Regions from separate parts of the Gossypium hirsutum genome. Here regions 1 and 2 are each linked to region 3. The links are chromatin contacts, called in public Hi-C maps. All regions are on one chromosome and are shown on one strand. Each heading gives the region's core, a stretch centred on a gene start, on an enhancer-like site or on the middle of the called end of the contact. The rest is flanking DNA. Distances are from core to core; before and after follow the strand shown.

Evidence for each region. Hi-C and Micro-C count contacts between places; a contact is called where the count stands out from the background.
Region 1: a contact with region 3 is called in a Hi-C map of leaf, with 2.3 times the contacts expected there. The contact joins the enhancer-like site here to the promoter of LOC107887082 in region 3. A contact is called at or near these places in 4 of 34 Hi-C or Micro-C datasets (all in leaf).
Region 2: a Hi-C map of leaf shows a contact between it and region 3, with 3 times the contacts expected there. The contact joins the promoter of LOC107887075 here to the promoter of LOC107887082 in region 3. A contact is called at or near these places in 4 of 34 Hi-C or Micro-C datasets (hypocotyl and leaf).

Annotation. Positions count from the first base shown.
Region 1 is chrA03:20,291,701-20,295,210 of Gossypium_hirsutum_v2.1, forward strand. No RefSeq gene overlaps it. Among protein-coding and RNA genes, the nearest start is that of LOC107887078, 33 kb to the left of the region's middle. Within about 2 kb of position 1,406, at least 2 of the 9 cell types and tissues checked have an H3K27ac peak or open chromatin away from gene starts, as enhancers often do. A contact at or near this core is called in leaf, where this site is marked.
Region 2 is chrA03:20,369,263-20,372,643 of Gossypium_hirsutum_v2.1, forward strand. LOC107887075 (rhamnogalacturonan I rhamnosyltransferase 1) reads left to right here and starts at 1,258. Exons shown (of 8, transcript XM_016811205.2): 1 at 1,258-2,115; 2 at 2,648-2,715; 3 at 2,913-3,001; 4 at 3,155-3,320. The coding sequence starts at 1,806.
Region 3 is chrA03:20,032,552-20,035,940 of Gossypium_hirsutum_v2.1, forward strand. LOC107887082 (COBRA-like protein 4) reads right to left here and starts at 1,334. Exons shown (of 6, transcript XM_016811216.2): 1 at 1,223-1,334; 2 at 1,064-1,143; 3 at 1-402. The coding sequence starts at 1,292. LOC107887080 (squamosa promoter-binding-like protein 6) reads right to left here. Exons shown (of 5, transcript XM_041096982.1): 4 at 3,082-3,389; 5 at 2,669-2,938. The coding sequence ends at 3,094.

The DNA of each region.
Region 1 (3,510 bases), core at 156-2,655, 260 kb after region 3:
CACTATCCTAAAATATCCTCACATGCAAATCATGGAAACTCCCCAAGTAATACCTAAAAGGAGTGTTGAACTAAACAACAATGAATACTCAATAAATCAATCAAACAAGATGCGTTGACACCAAATCTTGGTAAAGGATTTGTAATATGATTTTAGTATACCAAAATTTTTAATGAGGATCCATAGAAATATTGGTATTCTTTTAGAATATGTTATATATATAAAAAAAATCTAAGGATATCCTCTTAAAAGTTTTAGTAAAAGCTTGTGTAATATGATTTTGATATACCCTAATTTTCATAATTATCCATAAAGTTATCGGTATTTTCTTAGAATTTTTTTATATACCGTAATTCCTAATTATTTTTTTTTAGAAATTTTGGTTTAGAATACCAAAATATCTAAAGATATACTCTTAGAAATTTTAGTTTTCCTTTAAAAAATTTGATATACACTTGTAACTTGTTGAATAGATTAAAGTTTTTCCTAAGTTATTAACACGTACATGATGAGTGTAATGGTAAGGCATATTATATTCCTAAGGAGAAATGCAAATACCAACTTTAAAAAAGACATTGTCGAGAAGGACTATCACGAACTATAAACACGAATGGTAAAACATATATGAAAAATACCAAAATAAGTTTCCAAAGTTGTTTTTTTTTTTTGAGCTAATACCAACTAACGATATTCTTTCAATTACTCATGGAATTGGAAAAGTGGTAAAAAAGAGTGGAGCTCACACATCCATTAAATGAGATGATATAAGTGCATATTTTTAGGCTATCAATCTCGATATTTATATTGTAGCCTTAGCTGATTTAGGTTGTGTTTGGTTGGAGCATTTTTTTATATATATATTAGTTATTAATTAACTATAAATTAATTACAATTTATAATTTTTAATCACTTACATATTTTATTTGTGGTAAAAAGAAAGAATTTTTTTTTTATTTTAAAGATTTCTTATATTTATACTAATTATTTTTTATTTTTTAATCAACTATTTTAGAACATATGTATTAAATAAGTAGTTGTTATATTATTATATTAGTAACAAAACATAACATTAATAAGTAGGTAGTGAATTTTTTTTCTTGCTTCAAACATATTTAAAAAAATTTTTTTTACAAAAGTGTGAAGAATAATTTTTTAAATATAAATAATACCATTTTTGTACATACCTACAATACATAAAATTAACCCATGCATACTTACGAATAAAAAATCTAGTTTTATGTGTTAAAAAAAATGTCATCAATTAAGCAATTTCAGCCGACATTCCAACCTATTAAAAAGTCAAACTGAAAAATAATGAGAGAAGGAAAGAAGTGCAAACCGTCCATATTTGGAACACGAAAGCAATCTTGGAGAGACAATGGGCAATGAATCTAAAAATGGTCCCATCCATAGCCTATCAAGGCACTAAGATAGGGCAACCCACAGGCCCATAGCTCATGTCCACTTGCAAAGCTCAACCCCGACCATTGCAATGTTCAATGTCCCCAAAACCAGCCACATAAGTCCCTCATCTAATTTAAACCACCCTAACCCACTAGACCTAGAACCCTATGGTCCAAAGCCCAGTCCCAAAGGGTGTCCAAAACCCACATTTAATATACGCACACCCATTGACGCAAACGTTGCTGAAGTAGTGAAATTCATTGTCATGATCCACAGATGGCAAAAGACTTTCAACTTTCCAAAGAAAAATATGTACTTTTGCTTCGGCACATGCTCTGGCGAACCCACCCCCTCGCACCATCATCCTCTCATCCCCCATCAATATCCTCTTTCAACTTCATAAATCTTTCATTTAATTCCATGGCCATTCTCATAAATATTATAAATTTATTTCATCCAAAGCACAAATGACCCAAAGAGATAGCATAGACAAAATATATAAATTGGTAGATCTATATTATAAATAAAGTGACTTATTGAGTTTGTGACATGAGTTAATTCCACACTAATTTAACTATAAAATTACTAAAATACATTTACTTTAAAGGGTAATTAACATTATTATAAAAGTATTTTCATTTTTAATCTTTTATATAATATTAAAATAAAACAAATTAATAACATTATTTAGAAATCGGACACAACACCAATAAATTAATATAAAAAATTCTTGTTACTCCACTAATAATTATTTATTGACATATTTCTATAAAAATATTTTTAATAAAAATATTTTCATTCACTCATCGTATAGATGTGATAAAATCTAATAATAATAAAGGCTTTTCGAATTGGTGCTTAAAGGTTTTGTTTTTTTAATCATTTAATTTGATATTTTGTTAAATACCGTTACGTACAAGATAAGTAAATTTATTAATTGGCTTAAGGGTGTAAAAAACCGTTAAACTTAAATAAAAAAAAGCAATTAAGCCTCTCTTTTTTTTTACTCAATTGAGCACTTGAACTTTCAAAATGCATCAAAAAGGCCATCAAAAAAGGCAATTAAACCACTAGTTTTTTTCACTCAATTGGGTACTCGAATTTTCAAAATGCATAAAAAAAACCTTCAAAATTTTTCAAAAAAGCAATTAAGCCCTTGCTTTTATTAAAAATTATAAAAAAATATATAAAAATAATAAATAATAACTTTTATAAAATTATTAAATTTTAATAAAAATATAAAAAAATTTGGAATTTATTAAAAACTTGAATTTTTTATAAAAATAGTAAAAAATAAAAAAAATTGTAAATTTTCATAAAAATCATAAGAAATTAATGACCTATAGTTTTTTTTTAATTAAAGTCACCACGTGTTGCAATACAATGTGACATGTGGCAAAAAAATAAGAAAATAAAAATCAATAAAAGTATTTTATAATTTCTTTTGTTATAATAACTTTTATAATTTCTTTTACGAAATTTATATTTATTTATATTTTGAATAATTTTCTTATGATTTTATTAAATATTATAATTTTTTTATATTTCTATATATTTTATAATTTTTTTACGATTTTTGTAAAATTTTATATTTCTATATATTTTATAATTTTTATATTTTTTTCTAATTTTTAATAAAAGCATGGTTTAATTGATTTTTCTGAAAAAGTTTGAGGTCTTTTTGATATATTTTGAAAGTTCAAATAACTAATTTAATAAAAAAAAGTAGGGGCTTAATTGTTTTTTTTTAAAATTTTAAGAGTTTTTTTGATAAATTCTAAAAATTTAAATACTCAAATGAGTGAAAAAAAAATGACTTAATTATTATTATTATTTTTTGAAAAAAATTAAGAAGTTTTTACAAGCTTAAACCAAAAATATTTAAACCCAAATCTGTTATGGGTGAAGCTGGATGAATAAAAAAGCTGTTTTACTATTAAAAATATTTAAAACCTGAAAACAAATTCCGGTGCAGGGCATGATTAGTGTGATAATTGTTTGTACGAAATTGGATGTGAAGTTACGGCATCATGTACTCGTCTTCTCTGGCGAGCAGGCGAGAACATTTTTGTCCCCCAAGTGAGGCAGCCCCACCCGCCTCCCCTG
Region 2 (3,381 bases), core at 8-2,507, 340 kb after region 3:
GTTGTTAATATTTTAATATATGAAATATAAATTTTAAATATTTTTAAGCAATAAATTTAATTATTTATAAAATTTAATTAGAATATATAAACTATATTTTAAATATTTAAATATAACCATTAAATATTTGTAATTAGATATTAACACATTTGTATTATTTTAGATTTGTTATATTTAATTAATGATTTTAACACATTTGTAATTAAGTATCAAAGAAAAAAAGAAGAAAGGAAAGTACTATGTTATTGGAGGGGTGAAAAAGTAATTAAGTTCCAAAAATACTTTTGGGAGTGCTTTTCAAAAGTATTTTTGAAAAGTAAAAAATTTCAGTCAAAAGCAGTTTGTTTAGCATAATTTTTCTTCTAAAAGTATTTTTGGAGTCAAAAATATTTTTTGAAGCACTACTAAACAAGCTTTTAATATTGATCTTGATGATTTAAAAATAAAATCTAATAAAAAATATTATTTCAAATATTTTATTTTAATAATTAACAAATAAAATATTAAAAAAATAACATAAACTTTTAATTAATGAAATAAAGAATTAAAAAATATAAAAATATACCCAAAAAAAACTTTTACAAATACCTATTTTTATTAATAGATAATAGTATCATTGATGAGAGTTTAAAATTATGTGTGGATGTATCTAAATAAAAATAAAATGTAAGAAAAGACAGTCATATGTTTTATACATGATTACACTCTCATTGGTAATATTATCTTTACTAAATAAATAATAGTTGGTGTTTGATTATTTTGAAAAGGATAATTCGAGTTTTTATTAATTGAAATATTAATACATAGCGTCAAAATAATTACTTTTCTTTTCTGTTAATTACAAACAAAATTTCTTATTATTTTGTTTCATGGAAAAAGAATTAAATGCTGAAAATATTAATTAAATGAATTACTTTTTTTAAAGAAATCTTTGAACAAATTAAGGATAATTGTCGCGGTATATTCGCACCTACAGAAATTCTCGCGATATATTGTCGGCGTATCGGCAGCTGAATTAATGCCCATTACAAATCTAACGGCGACGGATGAACTCCCATTCCTGGGACGTGGACACCTGTAGTTTTATAAAACCCAGTTGAAAGCAGCCACGTAGGGTAAATGTTGGGCCCATTCAGACATAAACTGAGGTGGCAGGTATTTATTGGTAAAAAAGGAGTTAACCATGGACTGTGGTCGACAGCTAACACTAGTCAACAAATCCTTTTAGATTCAAGAAAACTATGGTTAAAAAAGTGTACCCAAGCCCAACGGTGTACGGCTCACATCCCGTTTTTTCTCTCTCTCGATCGCATTGTAGTCTGCAGTATATTCTCATTTCTAATTTTTTTCTTCCTTCTCTATTCAGATTTCTCTATATTTTCTCGATTCGCTTATACTTGAAGACAGGCAGGAGTTTCAACGGCCATTCCACGACAATTTTCGACGGAAAAGTGATTAGATCGCCGAGGAAGAGAAGGATTTTTTTGTTTTTTGTTTCGGGAAAATACTGTTTAATATTCGATTGGAATTGGTTGAGTTGTTAAGAGTTTCATTTGGCAAGAGGAGGAAAAAAATTGGATCTCTTTGATTGATTTTGAATTATTTTGTTGTTGTTGATGTTGTTTTGGAAGTTAACGGATCTCGAAATTTGTCGGAAAATAGAAAGAAAAGAAAGGAAAAGGTTTTTGTTAAATTAGATGCAGATTTTCTGAAAATCGACCTACATTGATTGAATTTGACAGGAAGAAGACGGTGGCGTATCGGGGGGGAGATGAGGAGGGTGGAAATCGGGGTTATTGCTGGAAATGTGCAGTATTGAAGGGAAGGGGAAAGGGAAAATGAGAGGGATAAGAATGGGGGCAACGAAAGGGGGAGGAGGCGGCGGAGGGGAGAGAGTTGAGAAGTTGAAGAGCTCGAGAACGAAGCTGTGGATGATACGCGCCACCACATCGGTGATGCTTTGGACTTGCATCGTACAATTAACGGCCTTGGGGGATACTTGGGGTCCGCATCTCCTTAAAGGTTGGCCTTCCTGTTTTTCTCACCAGGATTCTTCCGTTTCCGTTGTTGAAGATAAGGTTCCCTCCGTTCCTGCCCGTGTTCTTCCTCCCAAAAGTAAGATTTTCCACCTTTTTTTTACTCAAATTTCTGCTGATTTTGATGTAGTTATTCTTTATTAGGCCTTTTTTGGGGTTAAATCGGAGAAAAATTTTGAGCTTGTCTTTAATGGAAAAGAAGGAATGGGTTTATCCTTTTTATCCTTATCTGCATTCCTATTTGAGGAGAAGAAAATCAATGTACACAATGATAGATTTCTTGGAGATTTCTATGCGCTTTCATTGAAGCTTTCCTTTTATATAGTCATACGGATTGAACTTGTATCAATTTACTGGTTCCAATGTTCGTATCTTATGTCTTCGTTTTGTGGAATTCTATCCTTTTCTTGTTGTGGCATATGTTTGTTTGAAATTTGAGATCGTTTATCTCTTGAAAATTTCAAATTTGTACTTTTATTTTAATATATTGTTACTTTTGCTTCCATTTTTTTTCCATTTCAGTTTTAGGGATCGGTGGCGACTTGCTTTATGTGTTCTGGTTAGGAATTTTGAACTCTAAATTGATATATGATGTTTTGTTGTTACTTTAGGGGTATATAAGAACAATGGTTACTTGATGGTTTCTTGCAATGGAGGTCTCAATCAAATGCGAGCAGCAGTGAGTGCTTTAGCAAAGAACTCTAAACGCATTTCTTGTTCCATTCCTTTTCTTTCTTTTTTCTTTCTTTTCAACATTTTTCTAGATTGTGTATGCTCATGGGTTGTTTTTACTTCAAATCTATATGGAAACTGATGCTGTATTCTTTTCTTTTCTTTCTTTTTTTTTTGGGGGGGGGTGGGGGTGTTGCTTAACAGATTTGTGACATGGTTACCATTGCAAGATATTTGAATGTCACACTTATAGTCCCGGAGCTGGATAAAACATCTTTCTGGTCAGATCCCAGGTGTGTTAAATAAGCTTTGCTCATATGATTGAAGCCATTAGATATTGTGCATGTATGGATTTGGAAAGGATGTTTAAAATATATTACTGGTAGTTTTCAACTGAGTTTATTTTTCTCACTTATCTCTAAATATGCATTTACCTTTTATGGCAGTGAATTTCAAGATATATTTGACGTGGATCATTTCATTATGTCATTGAGAGATGAGGTCCGTATATTGAAGGAGTTGCCTCCTAGGCTTAAGAGGAGAGTAGAAATGGGGATAGTGTATTCTATGCCACCAATTAGTTGGTCGGATATATCCTACTACCATAACCAGGTTAATTCCTTGTCATTACCTTTCGACCTAGACCTATTTTGGTTTTACTATAATTTAGCTT
Region 3 (3,389 bases), core at 84-2,583:
CTTTTTAGCTCCGCTGCATGTGTAACCCAGACCAGGACCAAGCAAAGTGAAGTTCAACGGCAGGTTCACTGTTTTATTGGAAGTCCCGGCACGGCCAACACTCACCTGAAAGGACGAAACCGCGGTGGAGGAGTCTTGGCCCCATGACGACACGACGCCACCTTTGCAACAATTGGCTATCTGTTGGTTGTATGGGACTCCGGGGAGCAAGTCCACGACGGTGGGGTTTTTCTTACAGCAGTGTGGGACGTTTCCTTTGAACTTTGAACAATCTCCTTGTTCAGTGGCTTGGGCTCCCACCATTGACCAGATCACTTCTTTCTTAGCCCAAACCCAGCCTAGGGTCCAGCCAGGGCTCATTATGTGCCGATACATTTGGAAGTTGGTCATTGTTACAACTGCCTGCATAGCAGACATGATATATATGTAAGCTTGCATTTCTATTTCTTCAACTATCCCACACTCAAAAGTTATATTTACTATAAAAATGAATATTGAAAATTTTAGTATGGGATCTTATATCCAACCAAATTTTAAAAATGATTACATCAACAGTCTAATTTAAGTTTGAGTTTAATAAAAGACACTTTATAATTACTAAATCTAAGTAATATTCGCATTCCTATTGACCAGGAATGAAGCTAGAAGTTGGGTATTGTGGGGTTAAAATAAAATTTCAAAAGTTTGGAGCTAAAGGATAAAATTGATTAAAAAAAGTTAAATTGAATATTCTATAATTAGAATGGATTAAAATTGTTATTATTCTGAGTTAATGCCCTACTAACCCTTAGCTACGCCCTTATTTTAGGTAACTTTCAACTATAAGAAAAAATTTGAAAAAGTTTTAATATATTAGTGGTGGATACATATCAATATTTGAAACTCACATTTAACATTTGATCAATATAAATGAAAATTATTGTTTTTGGTATAAAGGAAGTCGCAATTTTGACCAAATTTATTGAAATTTTATCTTTTAAAGTGACTAAGTGAACCAATTAATTAATCTTGAGTTTAATGAAAAAAAATATGAGTATAATAAGTAAATTTAAGTTATACTTACAACGTAACCATCCGGAGTCCAGGACATAATGTCCCATTTAATTGTTATGTTTCCGTTAGGATCTAACGGATCATATGCTCCTACAACAAAAGTAGAAAAGGGAAAGGAAATTATTAGCAAGAAAATTAACTAAAACACGAAATGATTATAGCAACTGACCTGCTTGGGAAATGATTATAGCAAAGAAAGCAACCATTGGCAGAGGGTAGGCAAATTTGTAGAACATCATTGTGCAATATCAAGAAGTACTCCTGCTGTCTGTAAACAATGATACTCCTATGGCTTTATATCTATTCCCCCAACAAACAAGAATTGTTTATGTCAGCCTCAACCACTGGTTTTGTTGTATATATATGTGAGTATGACTTGGAACTTTTTTCAGACATATTCTGAGCACAATCTTCTAACTGCCGATATTCGTCAAATACAGAAACATCTTAAACTCGATTAAATCACCTACCAAACAAATGATTTCCATTTAAAATTAATTAATTAAATTGGTGGGTGTGAGAGCTTGCAGTTATTGAAGTCAACTCACCTAATGATAATGACTACTCAACTGTTTCACAATTAATAATATAATAATAATAGATTGTAAAAGGGATAGGGAAATGGCAACAACAAAATTTTTAGTTTTGACTATGCAACATATGTGATAGTTTAAATGGAATAATTGAGTTATTCAGACGAGGATTTTCCAACTTCCCATTTTGCTTATGCTAACTCTGTTTAAAAAAATAAAGAAAGTAAAATCAACTTTGAGATTTTATGCTAACGTGACGAGCCAAGTTTCCCAGTATAATTATTTATGGCATAAAACAACAAATTGTTACTACAAGTTTAGTGAGTAATTGATGTACATGACGCAGCGGGAACTTCCTAGCTTTGGGGTAATTTACCCAATTTATCCATTAACCATACACCAACTTTTTCTCTAACCAACACCATTACTTGTTAAATTATGAATAAATTTTTGTTTTTATCACTTAGTTAAAAAAGTTATAATTTGATCATTGAATTATTCAAAAAATTTGCATTGTAAGTCATTGGAATATTAAAATCAATGCTATCCCATTACCTGCACTGATTAAAAACTCTCTAACATTTTCTCTTCTATAGTTCAGTTTTTTTATTTTTTTTATTTTATGAAATAGCTTTATTCATCACAAATCTGTGAACTAAAATTCAAATAGATTTATTCTCTAACAATAGCTGTTAGATCAACTTAGATCTAAAATATAAATAACCGTTACATCAACTTATATCTAAAATATATTCTCCTACTCATCGATGGATATTAATCTGTCATACTGGCTCTTGAATAATCGCTTGGAGCTTACTAGTGATTTAAAAAAAAAATCAACAGTTCAATAACTTAAATAAAAACTTTGAATAATTTAATAACTTAAATGAAATCTTTCAAATAGTTCAAAGATTAATATTGTAACTTTTTTAAATTAACTAACTAAAATTAAACTTACCCATATTTTAATGACTATCAATATAATTTACCCTACAATTTAAGCAGTTTAGTAAGTTTTATATCACAAGCTCATATAAAACTTGTTCGATAATTTTGCTTTAGTTACGCATCTAAATAGCGAGTGTCGAATATTAAACTTGATTTGATGAATGTTGCAAACAGAAATGTTGATAATTTTGTTCATCAAAACATTTTTAATTCGAGAAACATAATCAAACAATTTTTTTTCGATTACAAAATAACTTGTAAAAGTCTAGGTGAAACTTAACCGAGTGGAGGGGTGGGGTAGGGAATCCAGTTAGCAGCTGCTGAACTTTCTCATCATGCTTCCATCTATGTTACGCCGACTATTCGGACATCTCAAGAACTGTGCAGCTTTCAGCAACATTGAACTTGTCTTCCATTGCAAGTCCAATCATTTAGTTCCAGGCCAACAAATTCAGAGAATGGAAGAATGTTAGATAAACAAAACACTTGGTTCAAATGTCAAAGATTTATGATCATAATGTCATTCAACTTGAGCATCATTACTTACCTTAATCTGTACTTAAACGATTCGGAGGTAGGTCTCATTTTCATTGTCTTCTTGCATAGATTGTCTTTGATGTTCCACTCGCTGAAGCTGCGATGAAAGCTGAAGCAAGTTGATCGTCGGTCCATCTTTGCATGATAGTCCATCAGTGATATTGAAGTTGGCAGCTTCACTACTATCAGATATCAGTATAGCACCCATGTTACCGCCTTCGGTTGAATTGATCCCTGATGAAGAGATCGTATTCGATACTCTGTCGAGCTTTTCCGAGACTTGAGTCATGTGATGGTTATGGTAGCCCGGAATAACCA